Regions from separate parts of the Arabidopsis thaliana genome. Here region 1 is linked to region 2. A link is a contact called in public capture Hi-C data. All regions are on one chromosome and are shown on one strand. The core of a region is the stretch at or near the end of the contact, and the rest is flanking DNA. Distances in the headings are between cores, read along the strand shown.

Region 1 (3,865 bases), core at 660-3,159, 280 kb before region 2:
CAAAAGACCAATCTCTAATAATGTCTTTTCTTTTCAGTTAATTGTTGTAAGAGTTGAAGGTTTTACCTTTAAGTCAGTTATATTTTTATGTATTGGGTAATGTATTTCTGCGCCGTAGAGCCGGATATTTCAATTATATTTGAAGAAGTTTGGTCATAAATTTGTTTTTACTTTGTTTTTTGTTCTTAAAATACATAACTAAATAGATCTGCTAAAATCAAATATATTTTGTTTCATAGAAAATCTTACTTTGGATATATTATTCGCAAAAACATCAATACTCTGTATATCTCTTTCTCAATCCATAATTTATTTACTTCCCACACCTACCTATATAGCGAGCAAATGAACACACTAAAGAAGTAAAAACATGAACATAAATAATGAACACACGTCTCAGCAAACCCAAAAGATTAACAATACAAACTGTAGCTTGTTTAGTGTTGAAAATTTGAAAAATCAACATGATAAAATAATGAAACTAAAATAAAAGGCAAGTTTTCAGTTATCTCTTACATTAGGATCCTACGAATCAAGTTAAATTAATTCTAGGATCCTTAAAAAAGCCAACACTCTGGACGTGTGGTTATGTGCGATCAGAACAAGAGATTCACGGGAGCCGGAGGTTCTTTCGAATCCATAAGAGCGCCTAAACTCTTCACTGTCTCCAAATCCTAGGAGCTTTAACTCTTCTTATGTTTTTTGTTTCAACATTGTAGTAGAAAATGTAGAAGGGTCGAAAATTGAGTGACAACCTCTTTGGGGCAATAATGATCTCACCAGCCTTGTTGGTGTCTGGAAATGACATTTTAGCACACTCAACATCATCCCAAAAAGAGGAGGGAAACACACATGTTTGCTTTGACCATTCATGTTTCTCGACGTCTTCTAGTATCCATAAATCGAAACTATGGAAACCGATCATAATGGTCGCTCACAATGGAAGCAAGCTTCCCTTTGTATTCAATGAATACTGCTTCACTTCCCCATTGCACAAAACCCTTAAGTGCATTGATAAAACTCAGTTTCTCAGTTCTAAAATGAAAACAAACCAAAACTGTCTCTTTAGTTTTGGTTAAGAAAGCAGCTTAGTAGAGAAAACCGTTGATGAATACACTCGCTTGATGACCCGCCCTATAAGGTAAAGGGGTATCTTTAATGTGTATCCATACTTCACCATCTCCCAATGTTCATAACTTGTTCTCCAGATGACCACTAGATATCATACCTTTTTCTCTTCAAGGATAATGCTTTGTGTTGATCATCAATAGGATCGTATCCCACGATCAAAGCAGTGGTAGCAGGTAATTTAACCGCGATTGCTTCGAGGACATAGAGAAGAAGTAATCAATGAACCCTCGGCTTCGGATGATGGATTGCCACATCTTTGACACGAATCAAAACTTCATAAGAGACTTGGCAGGCAATCTAGCTAGTACAACCATATTTAGATCAAGAGGGAGCGAATCTAAGTCTAACCTACTTGTGTTTGTGTCTTTCTCATCTTCCTCCCCGTTATCGTTATTACAATCTCGCTCGTTACATTTCATGGCGCCTCCTAAACAAACCCTAGATTTGATTCGGCAAATGACTTTAGTTTTTGTGGCTCTTCATTACAGACTTCGCAGGCAATCTAGATACTGTAGCGATATCGGACCTAACTTACTTCGGCTGCTACAAAATCTGTACGTCCTTGCGTTTCATGGAGATTCCTGACGAAGCCCTAGGCCTAGCTATTCCTTTCTCAAATTTCTTTTTTTTTTCTTTTAATATATTAATCAGCCCATGTGAATATCAAATGGGCCTAATGAGGCCCATAACTCAAGTTAGAACTGTCAAATGGTCATCTAACCATGGGCTAAACCCAATCCATAATGTTCGTAACTAAAACGGGTCATATGGTCTAAAGACCAATTTTGTCCACGGGTATAATGGGCTAACCCATACGGTCTATGGTTGGCCCATCAATTTTCTCAACACATCAGTTTTCTTCTCTTCTCTCTCACACGTCGACTTTGTTCTCTCTCGGCGACGAAGCTCTCTCTCTCTCTCTCTCTCGCTTCGACCTCTCTTTCGACTCCTACTCCGGTTAGTTCTATTAGAATATGAATCCGTTGATTAGAATAAGTTCTCTCTGAAATATGCGTTCATATGTTAGTCTCATCGATTTTGTTCTCTAAGTCCTGATGCAATTTCATCGCTTTGTTCTTTGCTATTCCTTAATTGTGATTCTGCATATGCTTTCTTTGATTTCAGCTTGTGGGTTTGTCCAAATTTCACTTATTTGCTATTCTTTGTTATTCTCTCTCTCCCTTCCTTTGATGCCAACCATGTGTTTGATGAAATGCCTCACAGAATATGTAGAGTTTGGTTTTGGTAGAGCTTGTAATTAATTGTGTAGAGCTTGGTGTTTATGTATGGAGCTAAGTGTGTGTTCGCTAATGTTTATGAACATTTCTTATAGCTAATTTCCACAATTAAGTAATCGTTTCTCACCACAATCCGTCACTTGTTTGACCAAACGTTGGAAATCAATTAAGTGATGACTAATTCAATAATACTCTTATTGTTGTGGGAATGAAAAAGACTAACACGAAATTGTTGCTGCCACTACTACTGAAGTCCAATAAGTTAGATCACTTTCAAGATTCTGAGAATCATACATCATGTGGATAACTAAAAACATTCCTTTAAACTTGTTTGAATTTGTCTGTGAACATACAAGATAGGGAAAATAAGTTATTCATGCAAGATACATTTATTTAACTACAGTTTTGAGGTTTTTCCATTTATGATACAACAAAAGTTCTAAGCTAATTTTGTTTTTGCTTGAATCTGTTTTGTTTGTAGGCTCCAGCTGAGCTTGAGAAGAGAAAGCACAAGCTCAAACGTCTTGTTCAGTCTCCCAATTCCTTTTTCATGGTAATGTAAATTTGAAACCTTTCTCCTTCTTTTGAACCCTTTAGGAACAAAGTCTCTGTGGTTAGAATCTATGTAACTACTCGACTTTGTGAATTGTATGTAAGTTTTGAGTCTGTGGGAGACGTGGGAGGTCATCTTCTTACTCTAGTTCACCAAGTCATCTTTTTTTTTGTGTGGGTTTCTCTGTTAAATCATTCTCCCTGTAGCCATTGTAGTCTCTTTTCTTTACTTGTAGGTGCATATAGAGAGTCTTAGATGCATGTTTGAGTTGTCACTGTTGATTACTTCATTTCATGTTGATGTTATGGTGTTATAAATAGAGCTTTTAACGAGATTGTGTGAAAATGCATTGTATATAAACATCATTGTATGGGCTGGCCATGGGCTGACCATTGGACAATGGTCCTTAATGGTCTTGGACAAATTTTCAGACCATTGTCCATTAAGGACCAACCATTAGAACCCATGAAAAAAATGTTCCAAGTGGACATGACCATTGGACTTTGGACAGCCCAATTGACACTTCTAACTCAAGTAAACGTCATCGTTTTTTTCATTGAACATATCGGCGAAGATACCTCGCCGTTATACGATCGGAGAAAGTTACAGTCTTTTATTCCGAGAATGGTTCAGCCGCGATTCGTCCGTCCGACGCAATCATCGCCATCTTCCATTTCTGGAGAACCAAATTCATCAAATCTATACGTCGCGAATTGTGGACCGGCGGTTGGACTAACACACAACGCAATCGCGGCGGTGTTCGCTGAGTTCGGTGAAGTAAACGGAGTCTACGCGGCGGATGATAGCGGCGTTCGTGTTATCGTCTCTTTCGCTGATCCCTTCTCCGCGAAAGCAGCTCTAGAAGCTTTGAGTGGTCGACCATGTCCTGACCTTAAAGGACGTTCTTTGCATATTCGATATTCAGTTCTTCAATTACCTTCCG
Region 2 (3,878 bases), core at 646-3,145:
TATGGCAAATGCCACCTCCTCGTCCGCAACAATGGTATCCTCAAAATCCAGCTCTTTCTGTACCTCCAGCTGCCCATTTAGGGTATCGACCACAACCACTTTTTCCTGTTCAAAATATGGGGATGACTCCAACTCCAACCTCAGCTCCTGCCATACAACCATCACCAGTCACTGGAGTAACTCCTCCTGGAATTCCTACATCATCACCTGCAATGCCAGTTCCTCAACCTCTGTTCCCTGTTGTGAATAACAGCATTCCTTCTCAAGCTCCACCATTTTCTGCTCCTCTGCCTGTTGGTGGGGCTCAGCAACCATCTCATGCAGATGCTTTAGGATCAGCAGATGCTTATCCGCCTAACAATTCTATTCCAGGTTCAATCCCAAGTTCGTAGAATCATTGACTTACATTTGGTTTAGCTGTTTTGTATCAAATTGTAATATCTTTTTCATGTTTTGTTGCCGTAGGTGGGACTAATGCTCATTCTTATGCCTCTGGCCCAAACACTAGCGGTCCTTCAATTGGTCCACCTCCTGTAATTGCAAACAAAGCTCCTAGCAATCAGCCTAATGAGGTCTATCTTGTATGGGATGATGAAGCGATGTCTATGGTTAGTTTATTCCTAATTTCTTATGCATCATGTTGGAATGGTTACAATTGGAAAAGTTTCGAGTAATGAACCATTTGGTTTTCCAATCTGACGCAATGTGTCTGTATCTGCAGGAGGAAAGAAGAATGTCCTTACCAAAATACAAAGTGCACGATGAAACCAGCCAGGTAAGTTCTGATTTACCCTTTTTAAAGTTAAGAAGAGTTTGCTTTTGCAAGTCTAACCCATTCGGTAGGCTTTATTTATACATTTCTGTTCCAGATCCTATTGTTTCTGTGCTAAGAGGTACCACCGTATTATTCAGTTTATAATTTCTTCCCTTAGAATATGATAAGAAGGACTTAGGCAAGAAACTTGAGCATTTTGAATCAATGTTCGAAAGGTATCATTTGTAGCTTGCAATAGTAGGTAGTGAGAAACATAGCGTTTGTATCTGTTTGTTTTTCATTATATTTCCTGTCTATTGTATTGTATTAAAAATGTGGTGATTGGTTCCACAAGATCATACTCTACAGGTTTGGTTTCAAACCCAGGTCAGCTCTTTTTATATTCTTAACTCTGCAAAGTTTGGTACCTTTGCACAATCTCACTGCCTTGGGGAACCAAAACAATACGCACTTAACTCTTTCAAAATAAAGCATCCAACTTCTTAACTCAACACCAAGTTTGTTTCTTTTGGTTTGCAGATGAACTCGATAAATGCAGCGATAGACAGACGAATCTCAGAGAGTAGGCTTGCTGGGCGGATGGCGTTTTAGAATTTGGCACCAAACCAAACCAGCGTCAAAGAAAAGGCGATATGGATGAAGGCTTTGTTACAACAACAAGTCTTCACTCACTTTTGTTCAGATACTGAATTTATGATCTGATTTTAAGTTATTAACTTTCCATCTGTTGTATTCTTTAGCCAGGTGAGTTAGTTTACCATTACATTGTTTAGGGATCTCAGAGATGTTTTTTCTCAGAAGTTTAGTCCTTTTTTTTTTTGGTCGTTGGAGACTTGGAGGAAGAACTTTGTCTCCTTTTCTTCTGAATTGATCAAAGTATTATATTATACAGATTCACCCAAAATGTTTGCACCATGTTGTTCAATATTTTGCCAAAACAAAATTGACTAATATTCCTTCCATTAACTGTATATTCAAACTCCAATTGATACGATTAGTATGAATTTTTGTTGTATTGCTACTTTGCTAGTAGTAATTATATCGAATACAAAGTTAGGGACTACGTTGGATTTGTCAAAAAGTGAGGGGCCTATCTGTAATATTGAGTTACTTTGTCACCACTTCCCCAAAACATCAAAACCTCTAAAACCCTCGGAAGCCTCTTCTGTTACATTTCGTTCAAATCTGTACTTCTCCGAGATCGCTACTTCGCCATTGTTACAAAAATGAAAGCTTTTAGATCTCTACGTATACTAATTTCCATCTCACGAACGACGACGAAGACAACACCTCGTAATCCCCATCAAGCACAAAACTTTCTCCGCCGATTTTACTCAGCGCAGCCGAATCTAGACGAACCCACTTCCATCAATGAAGACGGATCAAGCAGCGACTCTGTTTTCGATAGTAGTCAATACCCAATCGACGATTCCAATGTAGATTCCGTGAAGAAGCCCAAGGAAGCAACTTGGGATAAAGGGTACAGAGAAAGAGTAAACAAAGCCTTCTTTGGAAACTTGACAGAGAAAGGTAAAGTGAAAGTTGCAGAAGAAGAGAGTTCTGAAGATGATGAGGATAGTGTTGATAGGTCAAGGATTCTCGCTAAGGCTCTCTTAGAGGCTGCGTTAGAGTCACCAGATGAAGAACTTGGTGAAGGTGAAGTTAGAGAAGAAGATCAGAAGTCGCTTAATGTCGGCATCATCGGTCCACCTAATGCAGGAAAATCTTCGCTGACTAATTTCATGGTTGGCTCATTTCCTTAATTTCACATTCCTGTGATTTGGTCTCTGAGAATCAATTGAGACATTGTGTATATGTTTATGTAGTGCTGCTATGACTCTTGATTAGTCCTAAAGTTGCAATTTTTGAAGTGATTGTGTATCTTTGTTTATTGCATCTTGATGAGAGTTATGCTTAGTGTTTCGTTATGTCCAAGTGTAGGTTGGAACAAAGGTTGCTGCTGCTTCACGGAAGACTAACACGACGACACATGAAGTGTTAGGAGTATTGACAAAAGGAGATACACAAGTCGTAAGTTTTCTCTTATATATCTGTTGCATATGTAAACTACTCGTTATGGTTAGTTGTGGAGATCAGCCATTCGTAGATTGAATTTTTGATATTTGTGAACCTTGCAGTGTTTCTTCGATACTCCGGGTCTGATGCTGAAGAAAAGCGGATATGGTTACAAAGACATCAAGGCTCGTGTGCAAAATGCTTGGACTTCTGTTGACCTGTTTGATGTCCTCATTGTTATGTTTGATGTCCATAGGCATCTCATGAGGTTAGTCGTTTACTAGTTTTTGTACTTTGTTAGCTTTACATAAGTTATCTCGGAACTGAGAGTAGTATGGTTATGAGCATCATCATCAAGTGGGGTATCTTAGGGTGGGATTATTATTTCTAGCTTCTCTGTTTCGATATCTTTCATATCTTGTTCATCTCTCCGAGATTATCCATAAGCTTGAGAACCGTAAACCGATGGGAAGACACATCTATTTCTTTCTTTTGAAGAAGGCATCATGACTGTGGTTTTTCATTAATTACAAGTAGAAATAGAGTTCTCTTAGACTTATTTTGTAGTTTGTGAATTCTGTTTTCTCTTTGATTTATCTAGTCCCGATTCAAGAGTGGTACGCTTGATCAAATACATGGGAGAAGAAGAAAATCCGAAACAAAAGCGCGTTTTATGTATGAACAAAGTTGATCTGGTTGAGAAGAAAAAGGATCTATTAAAGGTTGCTGAGGAGTTCCAAGATCTTCCGGCATATGAAAGGTGGATATATATATACCAGACTCAGTTTAAAAACAATTACCGGGGAAGTCTTCGAATTGATTGAAATGTGCTTTTTCCCTGTTTGGTTTTCTAGATACTTCATGATATCGGGACTTAAGGGATCAGGAGTGAAAGATCTTTCCCAATACTTAATGGATCAGGCTGTTAAAAAACCATGGGAAGAAGATGCATTCACGATGAGTGAAGAAGTCTTGAAGAACATTTCTCTTGAAGTTGTTAGGGAGAGATTACTAGACCATGTCCATCAGGTAATAATACAACCTCTACTAGTATAACATTTTGTATCAGTTTCCGTCTATTCCAAGA

Evidence for each region. Capture Hi-C pulls out chosen DNA fragments and counts their contacts.
Region 1: a capture Hi-C map of root shows a contact between it and region 2, with 5 times the contacts expected there. A contact is called at or near these places in 1 of 26 Hi-C or Micro-C datasets (root) and 1 of 3 other capture datasets (root).

What each region holds. Positions count from the first base shown.
Region 1 is chr1:11,314,626-11,318,490 of TAIR10.1, reverse strand. It overlaps TRM9 (DUF4378 domain protein), which reads left to right and starts at 1,909. Exons shown (of 7, transcript NM_102896.3): 1 at 1,909-2,088; 2 at 2,851-3,865. The coding sequence starts at 3,292. It overlaps AT1G31620, which reads right to left and starts at 1,550. Exons shown (of 4, transcript NM_102897.1): 1 at 1,484-1,550; 2 at 1,229-1,322; 3 at 939-1,035; 4 at 597-674. The coding sequence starts at 1,550. The coding sequence ends at 597.
Region 2 is chr1:11,038,101-11,041,978 of TAIR10.1, reverse strand. It overlaps AT1G30960 (GTP-binding family protein), which reads left to right and starts at 1,895. Exons shown (of 7, transcript NM_102835.5): 1 at 1,895-2,520; 2 at 2,717-2,806; 3 at 2,914-3,059; 4 at 3,393-3,551; 5 at 3,646-3,820. The coding sequence starts at 2,002. It overlaps SUF4 (zinc finger (C2H2 type) family protein), which reads left to right. Exons shown (of 7, transcript NM_102836.3): 4 at 1-372; 5 at 466-608; 6 at 722-775; 7 at 1,295-1,729. The coding sequence ends at 1,366. AT1G06397 (a small nucleolar RNA gene) reads left to right here and starts at 1,258; the gene lies at 1,258-1,403.